2 separate regions of the Sus scrofa genome follow, and region 1 is linked to region 2. The links are chromatin contacts, called in public HiChIP or PLAC-seq maps. All regions are on one chromosome and are shown on one strand. The core of a region is the stretch at or near the end of the contact, and the rest is flanking DNA. Distances in the headings are between cores, read along the strand shown. Region 1 has its middle 39 kb from the start of PMAIP1. Region 2 has its middle 150 kb from the start of PMAIP1.

Region 1 (6,774 bases), core at 6-2,505, 190 kb before region 2:
TTAAGTCACCAATTGTATTTATTCTTTTTGATTTGATTTGATTTATTTTGGGCCGTGCCTATCGCACAGGGAAGTTCCCAGGCCAGGGATCAAACCCCAAGCTACAGCAACCATCCAAGCCACTAAAGTGATAACACTGCGTCCTTAACCTGCTGTGTCACAAAAGGACTCCTGCTTAATTTTAAATATAGCACTTTTTTAATCTAAAAAAAAGTACTTGTTCATCTATTTATTTAAAAAATACAAAAAAATACAAAGAAGATGGTAAAAATTACCTACAATTCAAATTCAGAGACAACCACTGTGAACATTCTATCTAGTATTCATTCTTGCAGACATCTTCCTGTGTTATACATATACAAACATGCACAGACATATATCTTTAATAAATACAAAACTTTTATTTATTTATTTATTTATTTTGCTTTTTAGGGCCACACCCTCGGCATATGGAGGTTTCCAGGCTAGGGGTTGAATCGAAACTGTAGCTGCTGGCCACAGCAATGCCAGATCCGAACTGCATCTGTGACCTACAACACAGCTCAGGGCAACACAGGATCCTTAACCCACTGAGCGAGGCCAAGGATCGAACCCGCATCCTCATGGATGCTAGTCAGATTCGTTAATTGCTGAGTCACAATGGGAACTCTTATTTATTCTTATAATCTGTTTTCACTCAGCAATTTATTGTCAGGTACAGATCTACAATATTCCACTGTATGTATGAACCATATTTATTTAATCAGATGTTTATTTTGGAACATTGGTCATTTTCAATGTTTTCCTTGTAAACTATGAATGTTCTCCTATATACATACATCTTTCGGCTTTTGTGTGAATAGATTCTTCATAATAATGATGGAATCCCTAGGTCAAACAATATTAACATGTCACATGTTGAACCCTATGGCCAAAGTATCTTCTTGAAAGGTTATACCCACTTCTTCTCCCAGAAATAGATCTTGCTTATTCATTTTTCATGTGCCTTTCCTGAGTTTGGGCAGTATTTCAAATTTTGCCAGTAAGTAAAAACAACAAACAAAACCTGTAGTTATGTGTGAGATTCCCATCTTATTTTGTACCTTTTAATTGACTAATCTTCTAATTATTTCTACAAGATGATTAGGAGACTAGATATCTTTTTGGCAGGACTAGTTTTACACACTGAAATGGGTACAGATCTACTCCTGATTGTGTTTCAGTGTACTTTTCTCCACCTTTTCCACTGCCATGATTTGGCCACTAGAGGGCAGAAATGCTGCAGAAACATAATCTTGGACTGGAACACTTGCCAGAAAGCTTAATAACTAGGCTGCTCCAAGATGGCCTTTAGCATCCCTAGATCATAATTAGCTTTCCCGCCTTTAAGATGTCGTTTGGAATGATAACCAGTGGTATCTGTGTCTAGATTTGTGGTATCTACTTTATACATAAGAGTTATTCTGGTAACCTCAAACAACTTCTCAAAGGAGTATTTTAAAATTTTATTTTGGAGTTCCCAACATGGCTCAGAGCTAACCAACCCGGCTAGTATCCGTGAGGATGAGGGTTCCATCCCTGGCCTCGCTCAGTGGATTAAGGATCCTGTGTTGCTGTGAGCTGTGGTGTAGGCCGGCAGCTGTAGCTCCAATTCAACCCCTACCCTGGGAACTTCCATATGCCATGGAAACGGCCCTAAAAAGGAAGGAAAAAAAAAACCATTTCACTCAAAGATTAATTATATTGTATGTAGCATATGATCCTTACATCAAATCCAAATTAACATTTTAGGTACCCCAGATTTGCAACCTAAGAGACAGAAATTCAGGGTAAAAGAAAATCTGTTCTGACAAAGGGAAATGTAGATTTGAGACCTTTAAACCAGTCACTGGAGCCTTTGATTCCTACATCACTCAGAAGATTGAAGCTGTTGTATAGATATGATGGGTTCTGCCCACTAAAAAGGCTGAAAAATAGTAAAAAGTCAGTAGCAATTTACACGCCAGGCACCCTGGTCTTGTTTTCTAAATCCAATAACTTCCTTATTAAAAGGCATTAGGGGTCCTTGAAAACATGACTGATTTTATGCCTAAAATAAACCACAGGTGAATCTAGAATATCTGCTTGTGCTGAAAGCAATGAGATGCTCAAAGACTGAAGGGATGTGTAATAGGACCCAGCTTGGAAGGGATCCCACTGGCCAAATTTGGGACGTTTTGAGCATCAAAAGAATAATGGCAGTAATGAATACCCACATTTAGAATTCTTTGAAAATTTAAACATTTAAAAATACCAACATCTTTAAAACGTCAATAAAGAATGAAGTTAAGTAGATGGCAGGTGGTAGGAGTCAGGCCTCTCACTGCTGGAACAAGAGGTTACAGATAAGCAAGGGGAGCATGTGGTAATGGACTTGAATTGCCGACATCAGTGTGAACTCATGTTCAGAGTCATGTAGACACAGGTGATTACACAGGGAAATATTTATACATAGGTGTAAATACAGAGTTTAGTATACACACATATATTTCCTTCCTCTGTCGGATGAGAGGGCCTAGAAGGAATGACACTCCAGTGGCAGCTAGCATACGTAGCCCTCAGAGCTTGGTTTCAAATCTCATTCTCCAATTCAAGGCAGCAGAGCTCCTTGGAAAAATGGCTGAGTCTAGGACTCAGCCAGCAACTATACCAGATGAGCCAAGAGCGTCTTACTCCACCAGAAAGTGAGAAAGAGTTTGAAACAAAATTTAAAAAACCTAACCCAAACCCCCACAAGGATGGCAGTATATAAAAGGACACAGGAAGCATTGGAAGATCTCCAGGGCCAACGCTGTTTCAGGTGGAGCAAAAAGTAAATAAAACTGTTTTGGATTATGACCCTAAGTATAAAACGAACATCCATGAATTCATGCTGACATGGTACATGATTGAGAACTGTTAGGTGATAAACTACAACCTAGTATAAAATTTAGAGTTTATTTGAACTAAAATTGATTTGAATGAGGCAGCACCACAGGGGAAGTAGTGAGGAGGATTCCACCAATGGGAGCAGGGAAGGGACTTTTATAGAGAAAAGGTGGAAACAGAGTAAGGAAAATTTTTTTTTTTTTTGGTCTTTCTGCCTTTTCTAGGGCCGCTTCCACGCCGGATCCTAGCCGTGTCTGCAATCTACATCACAGCTCACAGCAGGATCCTTAACCCACTGAGCAAGGCGGGATCGAACCCGCAACCTCATGGTTCCTAGTTGGATTCGTTAACCACTGCGCCACGACGGGAACTCCCAGAGTAAGGAAAATATTGATTGGCTATAACCTAAAGCCTAATTGGCTGTTGATAATTTGTTGTCCTTAGGTTTCAATTTTGTAACTTTGAGGCATTAACAAGCTTAGGTTTTGATTTGCTTCCATAGGCGGCCACAGCATTAAAGCCACCACAGCCTAATGGGCTCCTGTAGAATTAATTTAACACTCCATCAATAAATAGGGGAGAAGAGAGAAATCTCTTGAACAAAGGAATTCCAACTAATTTTTGTAGCTACTCCACCTTTAAGGGAGCATAACTCCCCATTTGTTGATACCATGTACCCTTGCTATGATGTGATGATATGTTATAATGAAAGCATTATTATTAGGAAAATGTCCTTATTCTCAGAAAATACATACTGAAGTATTTAGGGGTGAAGCACTATGATTTCTGCAACTTAATGTTATAGCAAGAAAACGAGTATGTGTATGTGTGTGTGTTTCCATATATTTCCATAATATAATAGTATATGTTTCCATATATATTATATATTTTTTCATATATATATATTACATACACTTATGCATGCATAGAGATAAAGAGAATTGGCAAAGGTTAACAGTCAGTCGATGAATCTGGTGACAGCTATGTTCATTATTATCTTTCTATGCTTCTGGGGATTCCCATTTCCAAAATAAAAAGTTGGGAGAAATAAATTCCAAAACCATGAAATATTTGAAATGTACATATTTAGCAAATACATTTAAAACAAAAATACAATATAATCATGCTAAAATAGGATTTCAAAATCAAACAGTAATTATAGAATCCCTAAAAACGATTGGGGCCCCACAGGCTGTGTGGTCTGATAACAAACACAGGTTTGAAGCTGACTGAGGAACATCTTTCTGTTACCATGAGATGATTTTAGAGCTGGTTCTTTGCAGAGAACATCGAGGATCCAAAAGTGAGGCCTGAAGTTTGAGCCACATTCCCTGCTCCCTGCGGTGCAGACCGAGATTGTGCGGCTCTATTTACACACAATGGTCCCACGCACCCCGACCCTGGAGCTATTCTCTACCTGGGAAATTCCTTCAGTTAAAACATCCCTGCAAGGCAAAGAAGGCCAAAGCAGTGAACTACCTTTCACATGCACAAACATCCCTTTTATGGAGTCTTCCAATCCTTTCCCTTCACCATGGCTTAGTTTACAAAATTATCAGTTTGAAAGACGCAGCAAGGAGTTTGGGCTGGTGGAGGCAGGAAAATGAAAGCTGGAGCCTGGCTGCTTCCTGGGGAGGGATCCTCCTCTGGGTGGGCAGAGGTGGAGGGGTGGGCAGCTGAGGCACCCTGGTGGTCCCCTTTGGGGCCAGCTGGGACCCAACGTGAGGGGTGACCCGAATGAGAAGGGAACCTCAAGGCAAGGGACCCAGAAGGGGAAAAGTCGGAAGGGGCTCTCTGACTTCACCTACCTTGGGAAGAAATGAAACTGTGTGGTGCGGGGTGGAGCGGGGAGACCCCAGTATAGTTCTTGGGGAGCAGAGTTTCCCTCTTTCCTCTGTTCTCTTACCTCTTCAGCCCTGAGGCAGGTTCACGTACCTCTTGGTGGACTGGTCAGGTAACTGCCCTGTGCAAGACCTTCAGCCTTGGCCACCAGACCAGACCCCAGTGCCAGTCAGTTCACAGGGAGACAGGTGAGTTGGGGTTAAAGTGACAGAGAAGGCCTGGGACCAAGCAAACTGTCTTAAATAGAAAGTACAACCTCCGCTGTTACCCACCACTGCCAGCAAAGGAATGAGGTTGGGAAAGGGCAGGAAGGAAGGGGCAGGAAGGCTTAAGTTCTAAACAGTTTAATTAAGCTGGATGGTATGTTACAGGTGTCCATTGTGTGAATATCTACATTTTTGTTGTGCCTAAAACATTTCATTAAAAGTATGTTTTTAAAATTGGTGCAGCCACTGTGGAAAACAGTACGGGGAATTCTCAAAAAACTAAAAAGAGAACTGCCATGTGATCTAGCAATTCAGTCCTGAGTACATATCCAAAAAAACCAAAAACACCAGTTCAAAAAGACACATGTACTTAAGCGCTATTTACAATTGCCAAGATAGGGAAGCAAACTAAGTGTCCATCAACAAAAGAATGCATAAAGAAGATGTGATACACACACATACACACACACACTGGGATATGACTCAGCCATAAAAACAATTGAAATTGTGCCATTTGCTACAACATGGATGAACTTGGAAAGTATTATGCTAAGTGAAAGAAGTCAGACAGAGATAGACGAAAACTATATGATATCACTTACATGTGAAATCTAAAAAATACAACAAGCTAGAGCATATAGCAAGAAAGAAGCAGACACAGATATAGAGAAAAAACTAGTGTTTGGGGGGTGGAATATAGAGGTGGAGTCAGAGACACAAACTATTAGGTATAAGCTATGCTCAAGGAGGTATTGTACAACATGGGGAATAAAGCCAATATTTTATAAAAACTGTAAATAGGGTATAACCTTTAAAATTGCATAAAAATTTTAAATAGTAAAAAAATTAATAAATAAAAATTATTATTATTATTATTTTATGACTACACATGCCTTATGGCCATATGGAAGTTTCAGGGCCAGAAATTGAATCCAAGCCACAGCTGCAAACTACCCTGCAGCTGTGGAAACAGCAGATCCTTTAACCCACTGCACCCCACCAGAGATCGAACCTGTGCCTCCACAGCATCCTGAGCCACTGCAGTTGGATTCTTAACCTACTGCACCACAGCAGGAACTCCAAATTATGGGGGGCGCTGGCTGCACTCGCAGCACATGAAATTTCCTGAGCCAAGAATTGAACCTAAGTCATAGTAGTGACATGAACCACAGCAGTGACAATGCTGGATCCTTAACTGCTAGGCCCAAGGGACCTCATATATTACTTCAGGGCAGACTCTGGAATGTATAGCACTGTGCTGATTTTAGTTCAACTCTGGAAGCATGTTGTCCTGAAAGAACTGTGGTGTAGGAGTTAATTAGGCCTAGAGTCTGAAATCTGTTATTTCCCAAGTAGCCCTGCAGTTTTGTGCCAAGCCCTCCACCCTCTGTGCCTCAATATTCCCATCTGTAAAAGGGGTCGGTACCTGTTCTGCCCACCTCTCCGGGGGATCATGCGAGAAATAAAGTGCTGTAAAAAACATGAAGCAACACATAAATGCAAACTGTTATAAGTGGTATTTGGGGTCAGAACCATCTGTGAGGTCAAACTTATGACTGGTGGATGGTTGGGGTTGTTAGCACAAGTACATTGTAGACATAAATGATGGAGAGGAGGAAGGCATTGTTCCAGAGCCATAAACTGGGTTGGCAGGCTCCCTAGTGACCCCAAGAAGGCCTGTGTTATTCTTATTTCTCTCAAGTCTGTGAGTCTTTCTGCCGAATAGCAGCATTGAGGGCAATGAAATTCTCATCTCCCTCTTTTGAGGGTGGAGGGGAAGGGCATCAAATGATTTTCTCCTGAAGCATGTGGTTTACAAGTAAAACATTTGCAAGTTCTC
Region 2 (6,990 bases), core at 321-2,820:
AAAAAGAGTGAAATACCAGCATTTTTAGCAACATGGATGGACCTAGAAACTATCATGCTAAGTGAAGTCAGCCATCCAATGAGACATCGAATGCTTTCACTGACATGTGGAATCTGAAGAAAGGACAGACTGAACTTCTTTGCAGAACAGATGCTGACTCACAGACATTGAAAAACTTATGGTTTCTGGAGGAGACAGTTTGGGGGGTGGGGGAATATGCTTGGGCTGTGTGATGGAAAGCCTGTGAAATCAGATTGTTATGATCATTATACAACTACAGATGTGATAAATTCATTTGAATAATAAAAAATAAATAAATAAATAAATAAAATGGTTAAAAAAAAAAAGATGTTAATGTTAGTCACAGTGAAGCACCTTCCAACAAGGACGATTAAGATAAGATTGATCATTTTTTTTGGGGCCCGTGGACGTTCCCGGACAGGAACTGAACTAACGCCACAATAGCATCTCCAGGCACTGCAGTAACAATGCCTGCTATGCCACGAGAGAACTTCAGGAAACACTTGTTCTTGATGAACACCAATTATTGCTTATTCATTCAATTATTCATCTGCAAACATTCCTCCTGTGCATAGTATCAACTGGGCCCATGATGGAGATAAATGTAGCAAACTTTTCTGAACTCCTGATCATTAAAAACAAGACAAAATTGGAGTGATTGTTGTGGTGCAGGGGAAATGAATCTGACTAGGAACCATGAGGTTGTGGGTTCGATCCCTGGCTTCACTCAGTGGTTAACGATCTGGTGTTGCTGTGGGCTGTGATGAAAGTCACAAATGTGGCTCAGATCTGGTGTTGCTGTGGCTGTGGCATAGGCCGGCAGCTGTAGTTTTGATTAGACCCCTAGCCTGGGAACCTCCATATGCTGGACGTGTGGCCCTAAAAAGCAAAAAAAAAAAAAAAAATGACAAAATTACTATTTCTAAATGGCTAGAAAGCAATTGATTTCTTGTGATTTCTAAGGTCAGAAAAGCCAATTTCCTCTTTGTTCTCTGGAAACACTCTAATGGGTTCTTGCAGTTTTGCAGCTATGAGTCCTGCTTTGCTGCAGTTTTGAGGCAGCTCTAAACATTGGTAAAGTAATCCAGAGCTTTTGGTAGAGATGCTAACTAAGGGCTCTCTCTATTGTGTAAATTAGTGGGGATAGAGATGGCAACAGATTTCTGAGAGATTATATCAAATGACTTTCTTTTCTTGTTGGTTTATCTATCAATGGACCTGGGCTTTGAGAACCATGGCAGAACTGATGGAGATTCCCATTGGGAAAAGAAAAGTGGGTGTCAGAGGTCAAAGCAACAGAAGATGGACAAGAAGAGATGGCAATAAACACCCTGTGAAGGGCGTGGCAAATGGCCTCTAGGAACACACAATCTGACACCCAATTCAAATACTCCTTTTCTGCAGCATTATGGGCACTGACGTTTGCTCATTCTCCACAGCTTCCTGTTGGGTAACTGGTGGCACTGGGCCAGTGCTTAAGGGAAACTTACACAGCAATCTACGGCAGCAGACCAGAGAAGGACAAGCCACAACCAGGACCAAAGGCAGGGCACTTCCACAGGAAGCTCTGAGTAACAGCTGGATCTCACAGTCTTGCTGGCAGTGGGGTGTGTGGGTAGTGGGGGAGTCTTGCTATTACGTTCGTACGTTAAAGGAATGGGTGGCTCCAGTGAGCTGGAAAACGAGGGGCACTTCAGTTCCCATAAATGAATATGATACAATCCCTGTTCTCAGAGTACTCACAGTCTTGGGTTTTGATGAATAAGTAGAATTCAAACTCATTGTAGTCAGATGGGAAAGTATGAGCAAATGCAAGAAGCTGGAAAATCCCCAGGCATGAAGAGTTTTTTTCCTTTTAGTTCAAAGAAGTTCTCTAGGTTTTCTTTGTTCCCAAAAACCTGCTTATATAAAATGTACTTTTGGAATCTAATCCATTTATAAGCTGGGGACTTTCTTGGAGAAATCAGAAGAACAAAATCCACTAAGTCTTCACAGATGCATGGCCAGAAAGAGATATTTCTACTTGAGAAACAAAAACACAATTACTCTCAGTTCCTAATTTGCAATCAGTAATGAGGCGGCATATTTTAATCCCATAAAAATCCATCTTTATAAGGTACCATTTATGGACTGTTTTAACTATAAATATCCTGTTTAATTGATTCATATGATTTCAGTGAATCTTGTCTTTTTATGATTCTGCAAATTTTAAAAGACTCTTCTAATGTTAATATTTGCCTAAAAGTAATGAAATCATAAGTATGATAGTAACAAGTATCTTATATTTGGACAAATATATATATATTTGCTTTTTAGGGCCATACCAGCAGCATATGGAAGTTCCCAGGCTAGGAGTTGAATCAGAGCTGCAGCTGCTGGCCTACACCACAGCCACAGCAATGCCAAATCTGAGCTGTGTCTATGGCCTACACCATAGCTCATAGCAATGCTGGATCCTTAACCCACTGAGCGAGGCCAGGGATTGAAACCTGCATCCTCATGGATCCTTAGGCCCGTTCATTTCTGTTGAGCCATGATGGGAATTCCACTTCTATCAAATTTTAAAGCATTTGACTAGATATGATTCCTGTAATGTTCAAAGTTCTCTCTCATTATATTCTCTCAAAATCCTTACAAGATTCATGGGCAAGAGACAACTCTGTTTTTCAAAAGAGGAAACTAAGGCACAGAGATCAAAAGATTGGGGACTGCAAAACTGCTTAGTGATTTTTATCTCCCAACTCCTAATCCAGGGCTCTTGCTAGTATTTCAAAATGTTTTTCTTGTGTCTATAATAATCCCCAGGTTAATAGAATCCCCTGTGTAAAAGACCATACCCAATAACTGATCAGATCACTCATATTATGAATTTGAATTGACTATGCTTTTTGATAGTGTTTACCTGTCACTTCAAGCAATGTAGCAATTCTTTATCTGTTGACCTCTAACAACTATTTTTTACATTCTAAATTCAGTAGTGTTTGATTGACATTCTTTATTAGTTATACCTAGAAGAAGAAACCATCCATTTACAAACACTGCTTTTAACCAAGGCAAAAATGTTAGCTACAATTTTTTTCAGTTATATTGTATCACAGGTGAAATAAATACATCAAGAGGCTGATAATAAAGAAGGGAAAATGTAAACCTAAACTGATCTAACAAAGTAAATGGATGTAATTATGATGATATGATAAACCCCAAACTGGGAAGAAATTTGTCAGATAAATTTTCCCATTAGCACACCCGTTTCATGCTCTAAGCAACATGACCTATACTAAATTGGGGTCACTGTTCCACAGCAAAGAAATTCTGCTGCATTTTTTACAAAAGAGGAAATGATGTTGGATATAGGAAGTGGATATAAAGAAAGAAAAACCATGTTGAAGAGGCCACGAAAATATGTAGAGGATTTTGCCTATTTAAAAATAGTCTGTCTCTCTTTTTGCCTTTTCTAGGGCAGCTCCCGCAGCATATGGAGGTTCCCAGGCTAGGGGTCTAATCGGAGCTGTAGCCACCGGCCTACACCAGAGCCACAGCAACTCGGGATCTGAGCTACGTCTGCAACCTACACCACAGCTCATGGTGACGTCAGATCCCCAATCCACTGAGCAAGGCCAGGGATCAAACCTGAAACCTCATGGTTCCTAGTCAGATTCGTTAACCACTGCACCATGATGGAAACTCCCAAAAATAGTCATTTTTTATCTGAGAATATTCTCTACTAGGAAGTAATGCTCTTAAGAAGGAGAATTAAGTTTAACACATGCTTTTCCTAAATGCAGGAGTCTGTTTCACAGGCATACAAGAATACCAGTCTCCAACACAGAGAATGAGATAATACATAAAATCCAGTAGGTTTTCCTTCTTTCTTTTTAAAAATTTTTAAATATAGATTTTCTTATTTACAGACTGCTCACCCTTCATAGTTAGGGACTGTGTCCACCCACTTCTGTATCACAGTGCCTTACCTAGTTTGGCATTTAGTAGACACTTTGTAAATAATTTTGAATGCATGTATAGTGTCCTGGTAAATGAATTTCCTGACTCACTAAGATTTATGGTACAAACCCATTGTGGATTTCCAATTTTCAAGGAATTAGGATCCATGAAAATGCATATCATGCCCCTAAGCATTTCTGATCATTTTCTTTTATCACTTTGAAATATTCATAAAAGTCTTCAGAGTCACTCAGTGCCTCAGGGCTGCTTTTAGAGACAGCATTATTGTACAGTGCTGATTTTTAAAAAATATTTGGACTATCTACATATATGTTAGAGGTACAACAGTGAACAAAAATACCTCCTTTTTGTGGAGAAAAAGGAACCCTCTTACACTGTTGGTGGGAATGTAAGTTGGTGCAACCACTATGGAAAACAGTATGGATATTCTTCAGAAAATTAAAAAATAGAATTACCATATGATCATCAATCCCCACTCTTGGGAATATATCTGGACAAAACTATAATTCAAAAAGATACACACACCCCCATTTCACTGCAGCACTATTCTCAATAGCCAAGGCATGGAAACAACCTAAATGTCCATTGACAGATGAATGGATTAAGATGAATGGATACACAATGGAATACTACTCAGCCATAAAATAGAAATAGATAATGCCATTTGCAGCAACATGGATGCAACTAGAGGTTATCATACTAAGTGAAGTAAGTAGAAAAGAGAAAGACCGATATCATATGATATCACTTATATGTGGAATCTAAAATATGGCACAAATGAACCTATTTACAAAACAGAAATAGACTTACAGACATAGAGAACTGACTGTGGTTGCTGAGGGGGAGAGGAGAAGGATGGACTGGGAGTTTTACACAAATAATTACATTTAGAATGGATAAACAACAAGATCCTACTATATAGCACAGGGATCTAGATCCAATATCCTGGGATAGACCATGGTGGAAAAAATATGTATATATATATATATATAACCGAATCACTTTGCTGTACAGCAGAAATTAGCACAATATTGTAAATCAACTACATTTTAATTAAAAAATAAAAAAAACCCTGCCTTCACAGAGTTTACTGTCTACTTTGAAAAGATAAATAGTAAATAATTAAAAGATGTAGTTTGCCAGAGAGTGATGGAGGCCATAAGGAAAATAAAGTGAAGTAGGGGGGTAGGTAGGGTGTGTATGACAGAAGGGGGCATAATTTTAAATAAGACAGTCAGAGAAGGCTTTGCTGAGGTGCTCTCTGAGCCCACACCCCAAGGAGGTGAGGCAGCTGACCACATGAACATCTCGGAGGAAGAATGTTCCAGGAAGGAGGATCAGAGAGTGCAGAGGCCTTGAGTTAAGAGCATGCCTGATGTGTGTTTAAGAAACAGGAAGGAAGCAGTAAAGTTGGACAGAGAGGGCAAGAAGGAGCATATTTGTGGAAATAGGCTTGGGAGATGAAGTCACAGAGGTGAAAGTTGTACAGTCCTGATAGGACTTTGGCTTTTACTCTATGCAAGATATGTAACCATCAGAGAGTGTGAAGCAGGGAAGTGACTTGATCTGACTTATATTAAAAGAACTGCTCATGATACTGTCTTGAGAATAAATACATAGAGGAGGCAAGAAGGGAAGAAACAATAAGCCAGGAAAGAGATGATTAACAAAGGGAGTCAGAAATATGCAGGTCAACACATTGTTGTGGGTTAAAACTGAGTTGAAGATTGTGTGGATAATGGTGAGTTTCCTGATACTGAATCCCATGTTTACCCATCCAATCATGGGGAAACACTGGTCAACCACAGTGTTTGAAGCTAAGCTTTCAGGGCAGGCAAACGGCAGACCAAAACACATGCTCTCCTCCAGCGGACAGATTGTAAGGGGAAGGCAGAGAAGAGCAAAGCCAGATTCCTTGTCCCAGTGATATAATTGACTCATTTTCCTCTGGAGAGGAGTGAGTCAGGGGTAGGGGAAAGCCATAAAGTTGCTGTAGACATGACCCCTTCACCCAGACTCAATGGAAGGGATGAATATGTGCCTTCCCATCCCACCTAGTTTTTGATTCACTTAATGCACTGAGTTTAACCATAAAGCCTGTGATTATGCAACTATATGGGTCATCATACTAGACAAGGTCAGGAGCCAATCAGAGCAGTCGTGTTCCCACCTTCATGGGGCTACACTCCCCACACCAACCCCTGCCCCACTGCTGACCACTGGTTAGGAGGGTATATTTTACTCCCACAATGCTCTGGAGTGTCAATCAAATCAATCAATTCAGGGTTTTTCTTCCCAAGTCTAGATTGGCTCTATTCTATTTTATTATCTCAAATTATATTTCTAGCCACACTCCCCAATGCTTGTTAGAATTTATGCAATGAGATAAAATGCAGTATAAAGATATCTCATGTAATAACAGCCAGCAAACTAAAGGTGCTCCAGATTTGGGTATGAATCCTATTCTATCAAATTCCCATGGGAAAAAAAAAATCTGAAGGTTAAATCTGCTCGCAAATTAAAGTCTAAAGCTATGAAAAATATATAAAGTCTGAAATTAAGTTATCTTGCCTTTGTGAGTTTAAAGAAATGAATATCTTAATTTCTTACCCTGTTCAATCTCAGCAGAGATGATTTTTGCTGTCCATGTGTGGGGTTCTTTGAGCAGCTATATCCTAAATTGTCTATGAAATGGATTTCTTCAGGTCTTCGTGGTACTAGTTCAATATTAAATCTCTCCTAAACCTCACTTTTAATGAGTTCAAAGTGTCAGTAGTTCACTTAAGACTACCACAGCTTGACTTGACCCTTTTAAGATCCCAGGCAAATCCATTTCCTGGACCTTTATACTTAATATTGCCAAGGCCACAATAAATATTCAGTAGTAGCAGAGGGAAGGTGGAAGAACAGAGGAAATCTTATTGGTTCCTAACTTTCCAGGATGCCAATTAATTTATGTTAATTGTAAAGGGTCCACAACCCAAGTAAAAACAAACTAGGACCCAT

The links. HiChIP or PLAC-seq counts read pairs in DNA pulled down with a chosen protein or histone mark.
Region 1: a contact with region 2 is called in an H3K27ac HiChIP or PLAC-seq map of alveolar macrophages. The contact joins two enhancer-like sites. A contact is called at or near these places in 1 of 47 Hi-C or Micro-C datasets (embryonic fibroblasts) and 1 of 2 datasets of contacts at active chromatin or transcription factors (alveolar macrophages).

What each region holds. Positions count from the first base shown.
Region 1 is chr1:161,223,737-161,230,510 of Sscrofa11.1, reverse strand. No RefSeq gene overlaps it. Among named protein-coding and RNA genes, the nearest start is that of PMAIP1, 39 kb to the right of the region's middle. Within about 2 kb of position 1,255, at least 1 of the 83 cell types and tissues checked has an H3K27ac peak or open chromatin away from gene starts, as enhancers often do. A contact at or near this core is called in alveolar macrophages, where this site is marked.
Region 2 is chr1:161,030,706-161,037,695 of Sscrofa11.1, reverse strand. No RefSeq gene overlaps it. Among named protein-coding and RNA genes, the nearest start is that of PMAIP1, 150 kb to the left of the region's middle. Within about 2 kb of position 1,570, at least 8 of the 83 cell types and tissues checked have an H3K27ac peak or open chromatin away from gene starts, as enhancers often do. A contact at or near this core is called in alveolar macrophages, where this site is marked.